3 separate regions of the Mus musculus genome follow, and all the other regions are linked to region 3. The links are chromatin contacts, called in public Micro-C and promoter capture Hi-C maps. All regions are on one chromosome and are shown on one strand. Each heading gives the region's core, a stretch centred on a gene start, on an enhancer-like site or on the middle of the called end of the contact. The rest is flanking DNA. Distances are from core to core; before and after follow the strand shown.

Region 1 (4,037 bases), core at 642-3,141, 210 kb after region 3:
CCTCCCTGGCTCTCATATCTCGCTGCCCCTTCCCATCTCCCTTTCTGCATTTAGAGGATGTTTCTTCTTGATCTTCTTGATCTTTAAGGAATGGGGGCAGCTTGCAGTGATTCCCTTGGGTCAGGTGAGCTGACCCCCAGCCCCCATCTCTCCTCACAGGCTCCTAGAAGGTGAGCACGGACGGCATGCAAAGTTGTGAATCCAGTGGCGACAGTGCGGATGACCCTCTCAGTCGTGGCCTACGGAGAAGGGGACAGCCTCGTGTGGTGGTGATCGGTGCTGGCTTGGCTGGCCTGGCTGCAGCTAGAGCCCTTCTGGAGCAGGGCTTCACGGATGTCACTGTGCTTGAGGCTTCCAGCCACATTGGGGGCCGTGTGCAGAGTGTGAGGCTTGGTAAGCATCACTCGGGCCCAGCTACCTCTCTAGGCCACCTTTTGTTCCTCTGGTCCTGCCTCAAGTCTTACTAATGTAACCTTTCCTTGGGATAAGTGTTTGCTCATGCACTTGCGTGGGTGTTTTCCAGAAGCTTCCGTAGGCCCTTGCACTGACATCCCACTTTGGAGAATGCTGTCTTGGTGTTAGAGTTGGGGCTGACAATGTTTGTTGGGAGGGCATACTGTCTAAGAACTGTGGGTCCTCATTTTAAAGTCACAAGAAGGAGGGGGCATTGTATAAGTTCTGATTAGTCATTAGTTTTTAGTATGAGTTAGGTTATCATAACTGAGGACAGACAACAGGAACTAGGGTTATTAGAGTGGAAGGGGGATTTTAGGCTTCCCTGTGGGTGATGTGTGTCTTAGGGTTGTCTGTAAAGATCGGTCCTTGTTGCAGCCAAAGAAGAGACTTGCCCCTGGGATGGGAAGATGTTGCTAGGGTTCTAGAGCGTAGAGATATTTCCTGAAATGGAGCTGGAGATGAGGGTTCTGACAGCCACCGTGTGTGTAGGGTGTTCTGGCCAGCAGTGGGTTGAGTGGGTTGGGAGTATGAAGACGACCCAGTGAGAAAACATGCAGTGACCTGGTGTATGTGAGAGATTTGACCCTCTGTGTGTATATGTACGTGTGTATGTGTGCTATGTGTGAGTGAGTATGTGTATGTGTGTATGTGAGAATGTGTATGTCTGTGAGTGTATGTGTTATGAGTGTGCATTATGTGAGTGTGTGCTGTGTGAGTATGTGCTGCATGAGTATGTGTGAGTGTGTGCATCTGTGTGCATCTGTGTCTATGTGAGTGCGTGTGTATCTCTGTATGTGTATGTATGTGCTATGTGTGTGTATGTGTGTATGTGAGTGTGTGTATGTCTGTGAGTGTGTAAGAGGGTGTATGAGTGTGTGTGTGCTATGTGTGAATGTGTGTCTGTGTGAGTGCATGAATATGTCTGTGAGTGTGTGAGAGTGTGTATGAGTGTATGTGTGCTATGTGTGAATGTGTGTCTGTATGTATGTGTGTGTCTATGTGTGAGTGTGTGTGAGAGTGTGTATGAGTGTGTGTGTGTGCTATGTGTGTGTTTGTGTGTATATGAATTTGTGTGTGTGTGTGTGTCTGTGTGTTTAGAGGCTAGAGGCCCACATTGATTATCTCCCACAATTGCTTTCTAACATTTCTTTTTTGAGACAGGGTCTCTGTTTCTCTTTTTCAGGCACAAACTTGGGTGACTCTTGGCAGTAAGAATGAAAGTGCTGTCCAAAGTTCTCACAAGGCTGGGGCAGCCAAGGAGCCCCAGGGCTCTTTGCTCATTGTTGATTGGCTGGCTGGCAGCCTCCGGGAAGAGCAGTCCCATTTATGATTCTTTGGGCTTGATGAGCTATTTAGAGTTTGATGTAGAAACAGAAGATGGGGAGATAGGTGGCCCAGTCCCTGAGGCAGCTGACAACTGAGACCATGCAGGGAAGGCACAGGGTGTCAGACGACCAGATGGGAAGCTTGCCAGGCAGAGAAGAGGGAGTGACTAGGCTGTGTGGAATAATGAATGTGAAGAGAGAGGGGAGAACATGCTGGTCAGGGTACCTGTGTTGTGTGCAGACAGGCAGGCCTCAGAACCCAGTGTGTCAATGGACATGCTGCAGCATGGCATGATGGCCATGTCCCTGTCAGAAGTGAGAGCAGGGGTCCAGAGCCAGCTCTGAGGATACCACTTGCTAGGAGGTGAGTAGGCATGAGGTGGTGCCTGGAGCCCTTGGGAATACAGGTGTGGCCGAGACGGCCATGAGCGAGAGAAGTACCCTTGGTGGTGGCATGTGAGGGAGGGCTTCTGGGGAGGAGAGAGTGGCTGGTACTGTACTATATACATGTGCAGCATTGGGTAAAAACAAATTGATAATAATAGCAATAACAACAATAATAATATTACTGTTCTCCCTCTGCTCCTAATGGGAGCTCAATGTAGAACAGATGCCTGAGGCTCTAGCGGTACCCTCACCGGCCAGCAGGCGGTCCTGTGGGCAGGGTCCTGGGCTTTCTGTTTTTGGTCCTTCAGTCTGCTTACTTTTCCTACACATGGGGGTCTGCGCATGCCTGCCTCTTTCAGAGACACCAGGCAGTTGTTCTCTTCTAGCTGCAGCATGAGGCTGTGTTTTGTTGTAGGCACATTCATCTCACAGGGCTATTTTTAGTAACTAGTGGTTTAATTAGAAACAACCCAAGAAAGGGAAGGCATGCAGATAAGGAGGACATGCCTACTTCTTGGGCTGAGGGACAATGCTACTGTCTTTAGACTGTGTCAGACAGCTCCTGCTACAGAGCAAGCCACCCCAGATATAAGAGCTTATAAGGTCTGTGGGAAGGAAGTGTGGACAGGACTCAGGTAGGGGTAAGTGAGTCTCTTGCTGGCTTTGCCTTGATTCTTGCATTTCAGGGTCACATGGAAATGTCACTCAAGTTGGTTAGGATCTCTAAATGGCCTTACCCTCTTGTCTGGTAGGAAGTGTAGGGTTTGGTCTGAGCTCATGTTGCTAGCAAGGTGAATCTCTGTTTCTTTACATAGTTGTTACTTTGAGAGTGCTGGCTAGTTGTTTTTTTTTTTTTTTTTTTTTTTTTTGTCAGCTTGACACAAGCTTGAGTCATTTTGGAAGAGGGAATTCAATTTTGAAACTACCCCCACTGAAATGGCCCGTGGTGCATCTTGACTGATGATTGACGTGGAAGGGCTCAGCTCACTGTGGGTGACATCACCTTGTGCAGGTGATCCTGGGCATAGGCCTAGCAAGCATGGGGAGCAAGCCCGTAAGCAGCACCCCTCCATGGCTTCTGCATCAGCTTCTCTCTCCAGGCTTATGCCATGTTTGGGTTCATTCCCTGGCTTCCCTCAGTGATGGACTATGAGGTGGACGTGAAAGCTGAAACAGACCCTTTCCTTCCCAAGTTGTTTATGGTCATGGTGCTTTATATCAACAATAGGAAGGCTAATAGGCCCCTCGAGCCCTAGGCTCTGAAGCTGCAAATATAACTTTTACTACATTCTGCTAGTCAGAGCAAGTCACAAGTTTAACCCAAATTCAGGGGGCAGACCCTGCCTCTCAGTGGGAGGCATGACACAGTTATTTTTGTCAAGGGGCGTGTACATAAGGTATGAGAGATTATTGTGAATTTAACAGGAAGTTTACCATCTTGAGCCTGGCCTGCAAAAACAAACACTACAATTTGTTTCTCTGCACTATTTTAACCTCTCTGGAAGCTAGGCAGGGAATACTGCCTCATAGCTTTATGGCATCTGAAGAAGAAACTGAGGCTGAGGACAGAGGCAGTGACCTCAGATCTGCTTCCGTTGCTGCTTTGTCTGGGGATGAGAGGGCAGGATGAATTTCGAGGCCACTTATGTCTTGGATCCAGGAGTGCTCCTTAGCCCTCCTTGATAGAATCTCAGGGTCAGCCCCACGGGGTGAAAGGACCACCTAGAGATTGGGGTTCTATTCCTCCATCCTGGGAAAATGTTCTACATTGGAGCGGCCCTCTCTTCTGTCCTAGAAGTGTTGGATGTGGGCATCTTGTATTTGGGAGGAAGGCTCGGACTCGAGAGCCATGGGCTGGTAAGGTGCTAG
Region 2 (3,795 bases), core at 194-2,693, 210 kb before region 3:
AAAAGGAGAATGTCACAGAGTGAAAAATAATAGGCAAAGGTCAGAGCTGAAGGCCTAGGCAAGGTTCAGGTCAAAGGACAGGGCTGGAGCAGCAGCCTAGGAGTCCCTGACCGCGACCAGTCCCCAGGCTCCTCACTTGTCACAGTGACCGTGGTGCCTTTGACATCTAACCAGCGGTTGCTATCACTGATCTCAAAGCGGAAGTTGTAGGTGCCAGAGTCTTCAGGCTTCAAGTCTTTGAGCAACAGGTTGCACACCTTGTGGTCCATGTTCCCCATCAGTTCAGCTCGACCCCTGAAACGCTTGTCCACCAGCTTGGGGTCCCCTGAGTGGATTACCACCTGCCGCTTGCCCGAGTAGTCATAGTACCAGATGGCTGTGATGCCATTGGACACTGGGACATCGGCAGGGTAGCTGAAGATGCAGGGAATGAGCAGGCAGGATCCCGACAAGCCCTGCACATTCTTGGGACTGGAGACACCCCATGTGGTCTGGCCTAGAGGAGGGTAGGAAGAGCAACAGAGAAAAGGGTGATGCAAGCCTGGGAACAGAGCCCTGTCACCTGCCCCAAAAGAGGGTGCTCCAAACAGGCTCCAAATCTAATCTAATTTCCCTCTTAGTGCCCCAAGGATGGGGTGTGCTCAGTCACATCTGATCATAGTCTAGGCTTCTGTGCTGAGTCCACAGAGGCCAGACCCTATGAGAGGCACTAGCCTCGTGCAGCTTACCTAGTGAGAAGACAGAGGCCAGCAGGAGCAGGGAGAACAGGACACACATCCCAGTGCCCAGGTGCATTCAGGTGCCTAGGGAAGCCGGGTGGGTAGGCACACAGAGACTGCCTGGAGCACTCCAGGGCCCAAGTCTATAGGGTTTATCTCACCTGCTGTGTTGGTCAACCCAACAGGAAGGACTGCTGTGGCAGCCACCAGCAGGGAACCAGAAGCCCCTGTTCCTGGCTCAGGGAGTGATTGGAAATGCTCTCACTTGGTGGCATGTCCCAGAGAGTCTTCTGTGCCCCTTGGCTCCACCCCTTAAGGACACAGCCTCAAGGCAGATCAGCAGTGCATGTCTCTCTTCACTTCTCCCCTGCCGCCTCCTATTACTCAAACCAACAGAACCTGGAGTCCAGTGAGACCCTGTCACTTACTCCAGGGCATCCAGCAAGCACCGTAAGCACCGGAAATTGGTCTCCTGCCTCTCCAGCTACAAGTCGGACTGAGCACACGCTGAGGCTGCCTGGCTTGTTTGTAGACAAAGTTCTCAACTTGGCAGCTCAGGGTGGTCTCAAGTTCACAGAATCCTCCTTCAACTTCCTTTAAAGAGTCCTTCCTCTCTCAAAAAACTCCTCATTGCCCCCTGAGATTTTGAAAGACCTCATTTCTTAACCCCTATGCTGTCCCCTTTCTCTGTGTTTCATAGACTTACTCTAGGCCTAATCTTGTCTGCTCCCTGGCTCCCTCACTGCCCAGTTCCACCCCCACCATAAATGATCTTTGCTCACAGAAATCTTACTCAACCTTCAGGATGCTGCATAAATCTGTAACTTCCCCTCTGGGCTGAGTCCTTGTGGCCACAGCAGAGAAAGCTTTATGTTTTCCCTCTTCTTGGCAGCCATGGGCATCCACCCATTTCTGAAGACCTAGGCCTGGGAATTTGTGGTCCACAGCAGTGCAGAGCCCCAGACCTACAGGGATCTCAGTGATTATGACAAGGGTGTGTGGTCCAGAGTCAGGCTAGAGAGGTGTCAAGGAAACTTTCCTGGGTCAGGTCGCCATACACTCACACCCACAAACATGCTTATTGTATACCATGCACAAGGAGCAAGCCCTGTGCCAAAGGGTGCCACAGCAGGAAGGAACACCACAGGCGGCAGACACAGCAGTCCAAGAAACACCTAGAAAACAACCCAGATGTCAGTCTCCATGGCTTTGGACCACGCAGTGCTTTCCTGACTTAGAAGCGAAGCTCAGTGGTAATGCTTCGTGATTCTAGCGTTCGGGAAGCTGTAGTGGGAGGATCCTGTGTTTAAGGCTCGCTCGTCAGGGCAAGCTACGAAGACCGTGCCTCAAAAAAGAAAAGGGGGAAGTAGGTAAGAGGGACTTGATTTTTGTGTGAGCCAAAAAAAAAAAAAAAAAACCAAGCAAACAAACAAAAACAAACAAACAAACAAAAACTGTGCAGAGAAATGAAAAAGACAGCCAAAGAATGAGAGAAAATATTTGAGAATCATTTATTGAAGACTAGTATCCAGAACATGTCAAGAATTCTGACAGTACCATAGCCTCCTCTGAAATAAAACAACCCATCTAGGAAAATGGGCAAAGGACTTGAATAGACACTTCTCATTGAAGAAATGCAAGGCAACAAACCAATGAAAAGACGCGTGAGGAAAACATAAGTCGGAACCAGAGTGAGGGCTGGGGGGCAGTTCAGGGGGTAAGAACACGGTACCGTACCGGGTGTGAGCATTTGTACAACTACCGAAGCTCCTGAATGCAGGCCCAGCACTGGTTGGAGCAGAGAGAGACAGAAGAATTCCTGGGGTTAGCTGGCTAGCCAGCTCAGCTGTAAGAGATCCTGTCTCAGGGGGAGTTAAGTGGCAAAGGATAGAAGACACACACATCAGCAAACATGGGAACAACCAACCACTATGATGGCTACTAATGAAAAAAAAAAAAAAACAAGAATAAAAACTGTTGGTGAGGATGCACAGAAATAGGAGCCCTGCACATCGTTAGTGGGAATGTGGAATGGTGCAGTGTGGGAGACTGAGGATTCCTCAAGAAGTCGGTGTAGAACTAGGAAATGGGACAGGATGAGAACCTATAGGGACAGAAGCTGAGCTCCAAGCAGACACCGCTAAACCACGTTCACAGCAGCATCCTTCACACCTGTCATAGGATAGAAAGATCCCTGTGTCTATCAACAGAGAGATGGATAGAGAGATGTGCCTATGTATATAGTGGATTAATCAGAACAGATGCAGCTCTGACACGTCCTCTATAACATAGTAAGCAAATACTACATTGCTCAAGTTAATGAACCATCTAGAAACAGAAAATGGATGAAGTTACTGGGGACTGGGAGAGGAGAGAATATGGAGTTACTATCTGATGGGTACAGAGACTACGTTGTGGATGGTGAGAACGGACTGGAAATGGATAGTGGTGGCAGCTATGTAACAATGTAAATATATGCCTAAAGATAGGACAGGAAACTCCATCTGATGTATATTTTATCATAGACACAATGTTGCAACTGTGCAATCCTCCCAGCTTCCTGCCGACTCAGCAGAGACAAGCAGTCCTGGGGAGACTGGAAGTGGGGACAGGAAACTGATGACATCCCCCAGGCCACAGCCCATCCAGCACATGGCTTCACTGACTACCTGGAGAGGGTGGAGAGGGAGTCCAGGCCTGGCCAAGGATCTGAGGTGCTCCCAAGGTGCCCAGGCAGCGTTTAGCCCCGTGAAGAAGGCAGAAGAGATGCCTTTGCAGGGATGGTGGCAAAGAGCCCAAGTAGAACATGGAAAACCCAGCCCCCCAGGGGCTCCAGGCTTCCAGTACCTGCTGTGTCTGAATAACATACCTGGCTTCTCAAGACTGGCCCAGGCTGGCCGCTCTCTTTAAGAAAGGGCAGTCTGTTGAATACATTTAGTGTCAGAGTAGCCCTAGGGCCTAGATCCACACACATGGTGTCAGGGACAAATCCCCTGCATTTAGAACATTAGCAAGCTATGTCTTTGCTGTCCCCAGCTCCCTGTCTCCTATAATTGAGGTCCTAGAAATGGCAGTG
Region 3 (3,875 bases), core at 360-2,859:
TGCCATCCCTCAGGTGACTCCTATTTGACAGTTGTGACCAGTGCTTTGTATTCATGGTTCTGTCTTCCTACATTGAAGCTCCTCCCACAGTGTTAGACGAACAAGCCTCAGGATCACAGAGCCCAACAGGATGTGTGGTGCTGTTGTGACCCACACCATCACTGTCTATTTCTTTCCTCAGTTGTGCTCAGCCCAGGGTCATTCTGGGGATGGGTTCTATTTCCTTTAAATAGTGTCTCGGGTGGTGAGGGCTAACCTCAAACTCGACATTAATACTGTATAGCTGAGGCTGGCCTTTGAACTGCAGATCTAGTTGCCTTCACCTCCGAAGTGCTGGATTATAGGTGTGCGCCACTAGTAAACTCCATAAATACAAAGGGTTTGTTTCAGAGCCTCATCTTTTCCAGTTCTCACCTGCTTCCCTGGCTGCTGTCTACACTCTGACAGTTCCACTTTCAAGCTCAACTGAGTCTCGCCAAGCTGTCTTCCTGTTGATTCCAGCACTATTTGCAGAAATACACACATTCCACCTCACAACCACTTCTGAACTGGGAGCCACTTGCAGTGTCTGTTAGAACCATCTTGTCTTTTCTTAGCTGTCCAATCCAGGTCATTGTTTTGATAGCCTAAAGCTCCACTTCACTTCTCCCACTCAGAAAGGAAGGTTTGTGGCCCTGGAGCACAAAGTAGCTTGAACTAAGATGGGAGGAGGCTGGCCTACGCAAAGAGGTAATGTCTTGTGGGCATCAGTGGCTGGGTCTAGGGGGTGCTTGAAGATACCTAGTTTGGTTTTAGAACGCCTGGTTTTGAGAACCCCTAAAGCACGGGTCATTTGGGTCAGAGACAACGCAGAGGATGTATTTATTTGTGGGAGGAGTTAGTGAACCCCAGAGCACAAGAAAATAATAATAATCGGCAGTGAAGGAGCAGGTTACAGGGAAAACAACCTGGGGTACAGGGATCCGGGAGTCCAAGAGCAAACGGTTATAGAGATGGGTTACAAGGTTGCTTGGAGGTAGCTCCAGGGTTACGTGTGCCTTGGTGAAGCCATGGGCTAAAGCTGAGTTCAGAGCCGCTCACCACCTGGCATTAGGGTTAGGGCAAGTTCTGGGAATGTGGCAGACTGTCAAAGGACAAAGCTATATACATCAAGCCACCACAAATGCAATGCATGGTGTGGTGTGGCCTGATGCCTTTCCCCCATCAGTGTGCCACACCTTACCTCGCCCTAGTGCAAAAGTTGACAGGTCCAAATACAAAGTATTTCAAAATTTGCTCTTTATTTACACGTTTGGGTCGATTACATGCATGTTTTATTTTTAAACAAGTGATTAGCAAAAAATGCATTAAAGTTTTAAAATAGCAATTAAATATACAAAAATATAGCTTACAAAAACCAATGTTTAAAAATATTCTGCTGCAGAATTCTTAGTGTACAAACACGTCTATGAAACCTGAGGCTCAGCATTTCATAAACCTTTTTTGAGGGAGTTATATCTAGTAAATAAGCCCCATAGGGCTAAACGACAAGACTAAAGTGCCATTCCTCCACCTTCCTGGACATGTCCTCAGACAGAGGCAATGGCCCCAAGCCGTCACATTCTCCACCACAGCCTGGAAGGAGAGGCATGGACGGCGCTGAGGGTTCAACCACATGAGTCCCTTAACACTGGTGAGGTCATGATCTGAGCTACAGCGTGTCTTTGAAACAGCAGGGGTAGCTTTTCCTGATCCTGTGAACAAAGGAACGAAGAATTTGGATACGTGCTGAGCTAACTGGAATAAAAGCATCTTGAAATAATTTGGGTTCTAAAGCTGAACTTGAAAACTGATAGGTCCTGTTAATCTTATTTAAAAAACCTTTACCTGGCATTTTAGGTCCCTACCTCTAAGATTAAGTTAAATACTTTGATGGTCCCATTTAAGCAATTTTTTAAAAATAAAAATTTATTTTTATGTGTATGAGTGTTTGCTTGCATGTACATGTTTGCACCTGGTACACTCAGATGCCAGATCTGTAACTGAAGTTACAGATTGAAGCTGAGGGTCACAAGGTGGGTTCTATGAGCTGAACCTGGGTCATCGGAAGAGCGGCCAGTGCTCTGAGCCACTGAACAATCTCACCAGCTCCTCAGGAGGTTCTTATCAGGGAAGATTAACCAGGCTAGAGTCGATGAAGTGCCAAAGGGGCGAGTCTCCTCCTTACCCACTGGCTGCAGCTTAGGCTGCAGGGAAGCAGGTGAGTAGGGGAGACCTTGGGTGGTGGATGCTGGAGAGCAAGGTACAGGTATGCTTTCTCCCTCACTGGCTGCCTGAAGGAGAACTTTTACCTTAGAAGGGGAGAGGGCAAAAAAGAGTTGGGTGTGGGAAAATTCTATACAAAGTATTTGCTTCTATGTCTCATTTGCAGAATGACTGTTAGCCCTGGGGACTTAAGAGATCTCTTACTACATGCTTTCCTGCTTCAAAAGCACAGGCACCAACTAAGGAGAGGGAGGAAGATGGCAGCTGGTCCAGGCACCTGGAGAGACTGATTAGGACTGGGGGGCAAGCTTTTGTCATCCTGGAGAAGGTAGGGGAAGCAGCTGTGCTGTTTTATTAGGGATACTGAGGGATGGATCTGTGAAGGAAGCCATATAAAAAGGAATGTAAATGCAAAAACCTCTACTTCAGGCTTACCTTTCACACACAATACACTCAATACACTTCTGGGTAAGCTCTCTGTATAGCCTCTGCCCCCACCCCCACCCCACATTCCCATAAAAGGAGACTAAAGAAACAAAAATGAATCCAGTGCTCATGGGATAGTTTTTCAAGGAAGGCAACTATTGTGATGTGTGAATTTTATAAGGATTACCTATTCAAAGACTCAAGGAAGACTGAGCAAGTCAAGATTCAATGTGGAGGCTCGGCATGGTGCTCTGCCTTTAATTGTAGCAGAGGCAGAAGGCCCTGGATTTCTGATTTTGAGGCCAGCCTGGTCTATACAGTTTCAGAATAACTGGGAGTACACAGAACCTGTCTCAAAGAGAGACTGTGGTGGAGCCAGGAGTTAGTCCCATAGTTCAGAAGTTCCTGAGTTTGTGACCAGGAAGGTATGTGCTATCAGCAGCTCCTGCTCCCCTGTGCCTGTGCCTACCAGACTGGACTGGCAGATCATCTAGAAACCTTGCTAGTTCCTAGGTGGTGGCTAAAGAAAGGAGGGTCTGAGAGATTGACCTACAGAAAAGCACAAGTAACCAATTCAAACTAGTCCAAGCATTTCTGTATAGAGCTCTCAGGAACGTCTCTATATAGTCTCAAATTCTCAGAAAGTAGGTGTTGTAGGTATTTAGCACAGCTTAGAGTGGCTATTCCAAGTTAGAGATAGCATGCTGTGGAACAGAGCCATGGGAAAGATCTTTTTGTCAAGTCTTGTCAAGAACAGTGTTTGGCAATGGTGGGAGGCCCCTTGTTCCTCAGCACAGATCTCGCCCAGAGGCTACCTGTCCCTACATGGCTGTTTTGTTCTACTTCCTGGTTAGGCAAGTACATGTTAAAAGAACCTTAAATAGGAATAGGCCAAACTAAATTACACTTGACAAAGAAAAGCTGCAGGTGTCAATTTTTTTATGTTACAGTGACCCAGGTAGGATAGATAGGTTTTGTTCCACTTCTAACACTACAGTCCACAGTGACACCCAATCCTCTAGCTACTTAAAGACACATAAGAGTTCAGTGGTCTTGAGAGTAGACCCAAATCCTCACACATCCACACAAAAGGTTACCAGAAACTTAGGAATGGTGTGGAAAGAGTGATCTCATTGTAAGTTTGGGCCAATGCTGCAGATACAGAGGAAGCACTGAGGGGGGACCCAGACATCAGGAGCAAATAT

The links. Promoter capture Hi-C pulls out the DNA fragments that hold promoters and counts their contacts. A called contact is a pair of places that touch in the nucleus more often than the background predicts.
Region 1: a contact with region 3 is called in a Micro-C map of trophoblast stem cells, with 5 times the contacts expected there. The contact joins two enhancer-like sites. A contact is called at or near these places in 60 of 484 Hi-C or Micro-C datasets (the AML12 cell line, B cells, the Ba/F3 cell line and 40 more), 7 of 115 datasets of contacts at active chromatin or transcription factors (bone marrow-derived dendritic cells, bone marrow-derived macrophages, craniofacial prominence and 1 more) and 3 of 9 other capture datasets (adipose tissue, embryonic stem cells and liver).
Region 2: a promoter capture Hi-C map of trophoblast stem cells shows a contact between it and region 3, with 4 times the contacts expected there. The contact joins the promoter of Siglec1 here to the enhancer-like site in region 3. A contact is called at or near these places in 12 of 39 promoter capture datasets (the C10 cell line, cranial neural crest, embryonic stem cells and 8 more), 2 of 15 datasets of contacts at CTCF or cohesin (embryonic stem cells and large pre-B cells), 1 of 484 Hi-C or Micro-C datasets (embryonic stem cells), 5 of 115 datasets of contacts at active chromatin or transcription factors (acute myeloid leukemia, embryonic stem cells and fetal liver) and 4 of 9 other capture datasets (adipose tissue, embryonic stem cells, liver and 1 more).

Annotation. Positions count from the first base shown.
Region 1 is chr2:131,511,825-131,515,861 of GRCm38.p6, forward strand. Smox (spermine oxidase) reads left to right here. Exons shown (of 7, transcript NM_145533.2): 2 at 160-393. The coding sequence starts at 186. Among named protein-coding and RNA genes, the nearest start is that of Gm30732, 12 kb to the right of the region's middle. Within about 2 kb of position 1,892, at least 37 of the 459 cell types and tissues checked have an H3K27ac peak or open chromatin away from gene starts, as enhancers often do. A contact at or near this core is called in trophoblast stem cells, where this site is marked.
Region 2 is chr2:131,085,322-131,089,116 of GRCm38.p6, forward strand. It overlaps Siglec1 (sialic acid binding Ig-like lectin 1, sialoadhesin), which reads right to left and starts at 1,444. Exons shown (of 21, transcript NM_011426.3): 1 at 729-1,444; 2 at 137-496. The coding sequence starts at 795.
Region 3 is chr2:131,297,227-131,301,101 of GRCm38.p6, forward strand. Pank2 (pantothenate kinase 2) reads left to right here. Exons shown (of 7, transcript NM_153501.2): 7 at 1-1,962. It overlaps Rnf24 (ring finger protein 24), which reads right to left. Exons shown (of 6, transcript NM_178607.4): 6 at 1,262-3,875. Among named protein-coding and RNA genes, the nearest start is that of Mir103-2, 11 kb to the left of the region's middle. Within about 2 kb of position 1,610, at least 9 of the 459 cell types and tissues checked have an H3K27ac peak or open chromatin away from gene starts, as enhancers often do. A contact at or near this core is called in trophoblast stem cells, where this site is marked.